2 separate regions of the Solanum lycopersicum genome follow, and region 1 is linked to region 2. The links are chromatin contacts, called in public HiChIP or PLAC-seq maps. All regions are on one chromosome and are shown on one strand. Each heading gives the region's core, a stretch centred on a gene start, on an enhancer-like site or on the middle of the called end of the contact. The rest is flanking DNA. Distances are from core to core; before and after follow the strand shown.

Evidence for each region. HiChIP or PLAC-seq counts read pairs in DNA pulled down with a chosen protein or histone mark.
Region 1: an RNA polymerase II HiChIP or PLAC-seq map of leaf shows a contact between it and region 2, with 6 times the contacts expected there. The contact joins the promoter of LOC101266743 here to the promoter of LOC101266437 in region 2. A contact is called at or near these places in 1 of 8 Hi-C or Micro-C datasets (leaf) and 1 of 1 datasets of contacts at active chromatin or transcription factors (leaf).

What each region holds. Positions count from the first base shown.
Region 1 is chr8:50,572,204-50,576,917 of SLM_r2.1, reverse strand. LOC101266743 (copper-transporting ATPase PAA2, chloroplastic) reads left to right here and starts at 1,798. Exons shown (of 7, transcript XM_069288016.1): 1 at 1,798-2,373; 2 at 2,688-2,765; 3 at 3,238-3,329. The coding sequence starts at 2,175.
Region 2 is chr8:50,416,667-50,421,484 of SLM_r2.1, reverse strand. LOC101266437 (ERECTA-family receptor kinase) reads left to right here and starts at 1,865. Exons shown (of 27, transcript XM_004244995.5): 1 at 1,865-2,655; 2 at 2,854-2,992; 3 at 3,070-3,141; 4 at 3,238-3,309; 5 at 3,378-3,449; 6 at 3,538-3,609; 7 at 3,688-3,759; 8 at 3,870-3,941; 9 at 4,027-4,098; 10 at 4,180-4,248; 11 at 4,324-4,395; 12 at 4,503-4,574; 13 at 4,671-4,742. The coding sequence starts at 2,553.

The sequences.
Region 1 (4,714 bases), core at 549-3,048, 160 kb before region 2:
GTGTAATTTAGTGGAAAAGGCAAAAGAAATAATCAGTAGTGGACCGGTTAGATGGAATAAGCCTGAGTTTGAATGACTAAAACTAAACATTGATGGCTGTTGTAAAGGGAACTAGGAAGCTTTGGAGGAGGTTGTTGTATCATTAGGGCCAATCTTGGCTGCTCTGTGATGAATAATATGGCTGAGGGCAGAGCTCTTTTACAGTGTGTGAAACGGTTTATTTGCAGAAGTTCATTTTACGTGATGGTGGAATCTGATTCCCTGTTGATTATTAACATGATTAACAACAAAGCGAAAGCACCTTGACTGATCCAACATGCCATTGATCAGATTGTTCTCCTCTCAAGTAGTGTTATTTTGTATTTGTCCACACATACTGAGTGAGAGAGGAGATATGAACTAGCCAATATGGGGAAAGATTAAGAGATCAAGTTACATTTGATGAAGCTATTTCTCTACCGGAAATAGTGAAATCAACACTGAAACTTGATCAAGATTGTATCCCTAACTATAGAATAAAACCAAGAAACAATCATTTTGTTATAATGATGGTAACACTAGATAATACTGACTCCTGTAAAGTTTTGGTAACTGTGTTCGTAGCATCCTTTTGTGAAGCTTATACTAGTCAAAATGTCATGCACGTAATCTGCCAAATCAGGCAAATATTTTTTGGAAGAGGGTCTAAAATACCCTTAAAGTATTGGAAATGGTATAATATCCACATATTGGCTCCATAATACCCTTCTCACTCACCTATTGGGTCCAAAATACCCTTGTCATCCACCTTCTGGTTCAAAATTCATCACTTATTTAACGGTTTTATATTTAAACTATTTAAATATTTTTTTAAATACGTGGCGCTCAACTATTGTTATAATTTAACTTATTAGTATAATTTATAAATCAATCCACTACCCACCCATTGCTAATTAAACCCACCAGATTAATAAACCCGTCACATTATTAATGCAACAACAGAAAAGATACTGCCAATTGAGTGTTTTTAAAAATTTGAGACCAAAATATCTATTGAAGTAAATTATCATACATTTAAGTGTCTAAATAAAAATTACCCACAAATTTAAAAGTCTAACTTTGTTCATCTTAATTATTCTCACGTCTCAATTATATGATGTTACTTCATAGGTAACTTTTTTTCAAAATAATATATTAAAGGTTTTAAAACAAATAATAAATATTTATAAAAGTATATTTTAAAAAAGTGCATGAATTAATTCGGGATATATTAATTCTTTACATTTAATCATAAATTTCTAATTCAATCTTGAAAGAAAATTCTATTGAAAGTGTCCTCCTAAATAAACGGCTCAACATAAATTTAATTGGAGCTTTGATTAGGACTCGAATAATTTTGGATGTCATTTTCAGGAATCTATAATTTCATCGTGTTTTAGTAGTGTTTATGACGATTTTGATATAATAGTTGAATTATTAATTGGGTGGTGTTTAGTTAGTAATGAGTGGGTAGTGAGTTGGTTTATAAATGATACAAATAAATTAAATTATAACCAATAGTTGAGCATCAAATATTTAAAAAATATTTAAATAGTTTAAATTATCATTAAATTAGTGGTCAATTTTGAACTCAAAGGTGGTTGACAAGGGTATTTTGGAGCTAATAGGTGGATGAAAAGACATTTTGGAGCCAATAGGTGGACGAAGGGTAATTTTATACCATTTTCAATACTTTAAAGATATTTTAGGCTTTTTTCGAATATTTTTTAAGATATTGGTCAAACCATTAGAAGTTCCTTCCTCCATGGGTCCAAAATTAGAAGTAAATTACCAAGTGAGAAATGACTAAACTAACACGAAATGAAAAGCTAAAAAACATGTACTCTCTCTATATAAACTGTCATCCATCAGCGATGTCGTAGTAGTCAGCTATTCCTGTGGCTCAATGCCGTATTGGCCAAGCCTGTGGAGTTCGAAGTTACGGTGAGTTGAATTGAGCAGCAGGTAGAGTTGAAAAATGATGAGACGACGGCGCTTCTAGATGTGAGCGGGATGATGTGTGGCGCGTGTGTCTCACGCGTCAAGGCGATCTTGTGAGCGGAAGGCAAAGTTGACTTGGCTGTGGTCAATATGTTGAAACCGGATGCAGCTGAGACTGGTTTGACGTCTCTAGTGTTGGCTAAGAGGTTGCCGAAATGTGGTTTTCCGTCGAAGAAGAGGTCATCTGGGTTAGAGGAATCGATGCCAAGGTGAAGTGGAAGGAAACGGTGAAGAAAAAGGTGACGTTGCTTGTTAAGAGTCGTAACCCAGTGGCTTCCACTTGGACTCTGGTTGCTTTATGCTGTGGAACTCACGCTACTCATATTTTGTACTCTCTTGGCATTCATATTCACGGTAAACTAGTGAAAGATGCACAATTCATTTCTGAGTTAATATGCATGCTTGCTAGTTCAGAACAACAACGATTTGAACTCTTGATTTAACAGTTAGTAAAAGATGTTGAAAAGAAAAAAGGCAAATACTCTTAACCGGTTCCATAACAATATTATATGAAATTCAGCTATGAAAAAAGCATCCGGTTACATTGCTTTTCTTTGGAACTATATGCAATTCAGCTTGGAAATATCTGTACCAAAAGCTAAATAGCTAGTGTTTGATGAAATTTTCTGTTCTGGATAACTCAGACTAGTTGATCCACATTGATACAGGTTCAATGTTGGATATACTGCATAATTCTTATGACAAAGCTGGATTGGCCGTTGGGGCTTTATTAGGACTTCGACGAGGTTAATCACTACTTGTTTATTCTGTTCTGTTTCTTTCTTAATTGACTGTTACTTTCTACTCCATTTATCTTTTTCTGTTTTCTTATTTGTTTATGTTCCTTTGTTACTTTTTCTAGTTAAATGTGGAAGTTAACTAAAAAAATCAAATGGGTATGACCTTGTGTTTGAATTTGATGTCCAATTTTCACTATCATCTCTGCGTTAAGTTTTGGAAGAGAGTCGATTAAAGTTGTTATTATGAGTAGCATTTAGAACCTGTTTTCAGTTTGCAAGTTAATAGTGTCATGTCAAGAATTCAAATGAAAATGTGGGTTGGCCCTTCCCATGAACTTCATGCATTAGTGGGAGCTCAGTGCACCATGCTATTTTTTTTTTACCTCAATACCTAGCGTCATTTTTGGCAGTTATGTAGATAGGAACTATGTAGCTTATCATCTTAGTTCATTACTAACCGAAATAAATTATGTTCCAGAGCTGCTCTTTGATGGTCTTCTGGCATTCACAAAGGGATCACCAAATATGAACTCTCTTGTTGGCTTTGGAGCTGCTTTTGCAATTAGTTCTGTAAGAATCAACTAAAGTTGTGCCCTTTATCTTGCTAGTAGCTCTTGTTATCACTGTCTGTTTTCATAATATATTACAAACCCGTTACTCTCTTGAGTAGGCTGATATGCTGACAGCTTCTTCTCTTTCTTAGGTCTCACTGCTTAACCCTGAGCTTCAATGGGAGGCATAATTTTTTGATGCCGTTTTGTCTTTTCTTACTTTCCTCTCTACTTCTCTCGAAGTGCTTAGATTTTCTTTCCGTTTATTCTGTAACTTTTGTTTTTATTTGCTTGCTCATAAGTACTCCTGTTTTCTGCTGTTTAGGACTATCAGCATATTGTAGTCTTTAAGAAGTAGCTCTTGTTATGATTTCAGTGTCTGTTTTCATAATAGATTAGAAACCATTACTCTCTTGAGTTAAGACTGATATGCTGATAACTTCTCTTTCTTAGTCTTCTGCTTAACCCTGAGCTTCAACGGGAAGCATCAATTTTTGATGAGCCGTTTTGTCTTTTCTTACTTTCCTCTACTTCTCTTGAAGTGCTTAGATTTCTTTCCATTTATTCTGTCACTTTTGATTTTATTTGCTTGCTCATAAGTAGTCCTGTTTTCTGCTGTTTAGGACAGTCAGCATATAGTCTTTAAGAAGTAGTTTCTCTTTTTATATTTGCTTATGAATTTTAAATGATGAGAGGGTCTTTCGATTCACAAAGTTCAATGTAATAGGTTGTCGAGGTGGTGCCACATATACTTGTGCCTTATTGGGCTCAACCTTTTTTTTTAACATTTAAAAATCTCAAGCTTCAAAATATTTTCATCTAAAGTCCTTGCAAAATTCAATAATGTCATTAGGGTTTCACATGGTCCAGGTGCTCTAATTTCATGTTTTTCTTGACCTGCCTGAAGTTATTTTGAAATGTATCACTAACTGAGTCCATTCTCCTTTTGCAATGGCTAAATTTTGTGAAATTCCATAAATCTCTTGTTGGAAAAGACAAGACACTAACAAAGAATGTCTGACAGGATAACAACGGAAGAATACCCAAGTCTATACTTTCCCTTCTCGATTTGAACCAAGAGAAGACAAACAACCACAAGCAATATGATAGTAAGGCAGCAAGTAATTCAACCAAACAAATATAACAAGGCAATAATAAATCAAGCACACAAGACACCAAGATTTACGTGAAAAATCCTTCGATGTGAAGAGTAAAAAACCACGGGACCAAAAGCTTCACTATAATCACCAAAAGTTACAATACTGTTCTCCAAAATTGGCCACAAAACAAGTGCCAAACAACGAGCAACAACAAAATAAGATTGCACCAAATCTAGAGAATTAAATGAGCAAAATCACTAATTTCGCAGCTACTATTCACAACAGCAAAACTGAAGCTGCAGGC
Region 2 (4,818 bases), core at 616-3,115:
CTTCATGATTTGAGTTACTTTAATACAAAAATTGATCCACGAGTTTATATTTTGTTAACATAACCCCGCATTTATATCTACTAACAATTTATTTCACATGTAAATAAAATTTATAATCACATCATTACTTTTTAAATTTATTATTCTCACAGACATAAAGTTTATTATTATTCTCACCAACCTATAGTCACTTTAACACTCACACGTCAAGATTGTTGTAGTTAAATCTTGAAGAGCCCGTGAAAGGTGTTTCATTTTTACTCAAATATATTGATGAAATAATTACTTAAGTGGAGAACAAATAACTTTATAATAATTTATCATATGATTTTACAGTTTTTTTTTATTTGATAAATTTGAATAAACAATTGAGGTTATTTTAATAGTTTTAGAACTTATGAGATTTTTATGTTTATGAGAAAATATACATTACCAAAATTTCATATCGCATGTCCAAACAAAACATCAATTTTAGTATGATTCCATATCATAATACCATATCGAATGACCAAACGGACCGTTAGAATAACTTTATAATAGTTATTATACTTTCATTATGAATTTTTGCTTATTTAGTAAGATTGTATGAATAAAGTTAGGACAATATTTGGTGAGATTTTGATTTATGAGCTAACAATAGAATTTCAAAATCATAATTTCTATATGGCTAAGCAAAACTTCAATTTCATGTTAAACGAATGAAAAGTAAGTAGGCGTTTGGTCATGTGATATCATATCACGATATGAAATCGTGAGAAGGAATCAGCGTTTGAACATGCGATTATACATTGATTCTATATCATGAGATGTAATTCCATATTCTTCAAAAACCATGATATGGAAATTTCATATCATGATTTGATATATTTTTAATACAAAAATTGATCCACATATTTGTATTTTGTTAAAACAACCCATATTTATATCTACTAACCATTTATTTCATTTGTAAATAAAATTTATAATCAGATCATTACTTTCAAAATTTATTATTCTCACGACATAAAATTTATTTTTCTTACCAACATATAATTACTTTAACTCACACCAATCGATTGTTGAGTTAATAAATTTGTTCTCTTCATTTATTTCAACACCTAATTTATTATTTTTTACCGTTTTATATTTATTACAACTTAAAAGTAACAATATTGGTTCTTCTTCTCAATCACATGATCGAGAAATACAAGTTCAACATGAGGAAATGTCCAGACGATGTGAGAAGATTATATTAAAAATTAGTACATTATAATTTATGTTCAATTTTTTTATTGAACTAAAGTTAGATGAAACAGTTACCGTAGTGGAAAACAAGTAACTTTGTGATAATTTAAATGCGATCTTATGATTTTTTTTATTTGATAAGACTGAATAAAAAATTGAGATTATGTTAATAGTTTTACAATTTATGAGATTCATATACAAAACAATTTTTTTTATCATATATCTAAATAAAATTTTAATTTTATATTATGATTTCATATTATAATATCATATCAACAAACTAGCTATTAAATTTTATAAATGATAAATTATAGCCAAAACACTTAAATTAAAACTGAGAGAAGTAGCATTTTTACCTTAAATGATGATAGGACAGTTGCTAGCTAAATATGAAGAAAAGAAACAAATGTGTAGGTAAAACCCTCCCATCATTACTTGTGATAATATCCTATGGCTTCATAAATCATATAACACTGATCGAGACAAACAACGCATTACCCCACTGAAAAGGTTGAAACCCCATTTCTCGTGAGTACATAACTGCACATGTTGGGTAGTGAAGAGTAGTCATTGTCAAACATTTTTTGGGTAAGCCATCGACGTTTTGTATTTATATTAAAATCTGATTAAATTTGAAGCTGATTTATATTTAGAATGAAACTTCAGCTTAAAAATAAGAAAATAGTTTATGATTTCATTAGAATTAAGGCGTAGTCACTGTCAAACTTGAGAAAGGATTACCCCTTTAAGCTTTGCCCTTGTTTGCAGAGACAGTGACTTGTGATGAAATGAAGCCAGAGAAGGCACTCTGTTATCACACTTAAATGATAATACATGTGTATGGACTAGCAATAAAAGTGGCACTAGTAATTGAAAAGCAAGTGTATAGAGAGAGATAATGAGAGAGAAAGAGTAAGTACACTACTACTGCTACTATCCCATATACCTGTAATGTTGCAGGTCTGAATTTTGCAGTTGCAGACCCCCTTCTCTTGGCACAAGCTCTTTTAACTTTTATCTTCTCAAATAATTCTCTCTCTCTCTCTTTTCTATCATTTTTTTTTACATTGAGAGTAAACTTAATATCCGTTGTATGTATTAGTGTGAGGCCTATCTGCCACAAGGATGTGATGGAACACTATGCTTCCTCTGCTAAAACCCCACAACCCCAAAACTCTCTTTCACTTCACATTTAAGCACAATTCCTCAGTAAAATTATCCTTTTGATCTCTCTAACATCAATGTTGGTTAGTTCAAGAATTGGTTTTTCCATTTCAAAGGAGCTGAGTTAGTGAGGTTTTGAGTTTTGACTGAGACTTGAGTCTACCATGGCATCATTTTTACTCCAAAGATGTAATCTTCTCTTTGAGGTTCTTCTTATTTTGGGGTTCTTGATTTTCTTCAGCTTTGGTTCTGTGGTGTCTGATGATGGTGAGTAGAGTAGAGTAGTAGAACTTTCTGCTTCTTATGTTTTAGTTTAATGTTTTGTTTAAGATGTTAAAAAGACAAAGTGTGCTTTTTTTAATCATTTTTTAAATGGTGGTTTTTGATTAATCCCACGTTTTGTAGTTGTTATTTGTTAAAGGTTTATTTTTTTGTCTCATTATTATAATAATAATTGGGAAATAGGTTCTGCATTGTTGGAAATTAAGAAGTCAATTAGGGACGTGGAGAATGTGTTGTATGACTGGACTGATTCTCCTTCATCTGATTACTGTGCCTGGAGAGGTGTTACCTGTGATAATGTCACCTTCAATGTTGTTCAACTGTAAGACATAACTCAAAAACACTATCATTTGGGATTCTTTAGTTATAAAGTTGTAATCTTTTGACATTATCTTGTAGTAATCTTTCGAGTTTAAATCTTGATGGGGAGTTGTCTCCTGCTATTGGACAGCTCAAAGGCCTTGTATCTATGTAATATCTCCTCCCATTATCTCACAATTACCCTTTTTGTTTGATCTTTTGACTTAGTGCACATTATAGACTATGCCTGTTAATTTTTTTTTGAAGTGATATGAGGGGAAATCGCCTTTCTGGCCAGATACCAGATGAGATTGGTGACTGTTCAGCACTGAAAAATTTGTAAGTATGAAATGCTTCTGAATCTTGTGTTATTGTTTGGAAAAATAAGTAACCATTTTTTCCCTTAGGGACCTTTCCTTCAATGAGCTTTATGGTGATATTCCCTTCTCCATATCTAAACTCAAGCAACTGGAATATCTGTAAGTTTTGATACTCTCCTTCTTCTAAATGTTGTATTATTTGCTTTCCGAGATTGTTAGTTGATTATGCTCGTCTTATTCAACTTAGGATTTTGAAGAATAATCAATTGATTGGACCAATTCCATCTACATTGTCACAGATCCCTAACTTGAAGGTCTTGTAAGTATATTCTCTCTGCTTTGTCATGATATTGGTAGATTATGAATAATTTTAGTTTGATCCAAGAACTTCCTCCAGGGACCTGGCTCAAAATAGGTTAAGTGGAGAAATTCCTAGGCTGATATACTGGAACGAAGTCCTGCAGTATCTGTGAGTGTTTTAATCCGGTGTTCCTCTTCTTCCTGTTTGTTTTAACCTTAGGACACTTTCATTTCGTATATGGATATGATTACATCTGTTGTATGTTTTTATTCATATAGGGGACTGCGTGGTAACAACTTGGGTGGATCCCTTTCTCCTGATATGTGTCAGCTCACCGGCCTGTGGTACTTGTAAGTTTGTAATCCTGTTGCTCTTAAGATCTTACTTTAGTTCCTCTAGGTGATGACATTAACCATTGTTCATTGTGTTGTACAGTGATGTTCGGAACAATAGTTTGACTGGTTCCATTCCTCAAAATATTGGCAACTGTACTGCCTTCCAGGTTCTGTAAGTATCTAAATCAATTGAATGAAGTTTGACTATATTCTGTATGTTTGGTTGGCATAACACCTTGTTTTGTTCTGTCAGAGATTTGTCTTATAATGATTTGACCGGAGAGATTCCTTTCAATATTGGTTTCCTGCAAGTAGCGACCTTGTAAGTTTATGCTGCTTCTCTTCATTACAAACTATTCAATATATGGTTGTTTGAAGTGTACTTTCATCATTCCAGGTCTTTGCAAGGTAATCGTCTTTCAGGGCAGATCCCTTCTGTAATTGGATTGATGCAAGCTCTTGCAGTTTTGTGAGTGTTTTGTGTCTTGATATCTCAATCTAATGCTACTGAATCTAATTCTTGGAAACCATTATAATGCATCTGTTATTTAAGTTTTCTGACCCTTTTACTGTCAGGGACTTGAGCTGCAATATGTTGAGTGGAACAATTCCTTCAATTCTTGGGAATTTGACTTACACAGAGAAATTGTTAGTACTTCAACATTATTAAAAGCAATTTGGATCATTTTGTGCTTCCTAAATTGTGTAGTGGATCAATTACTGTAAGTTCGCATTGTATTGCAGGTATCTACACGGGAACAAGCTATCTGGTTCCATTCCTCCAGAGCTGGGAAATATGACAAAGCTCCACTACTTGTATGAATGCCTTCTATCAATCATTTTTTGTTAGCTTTGTTTTGTTCTTCCTGTTCAAACCCTTTTAAATGAATGC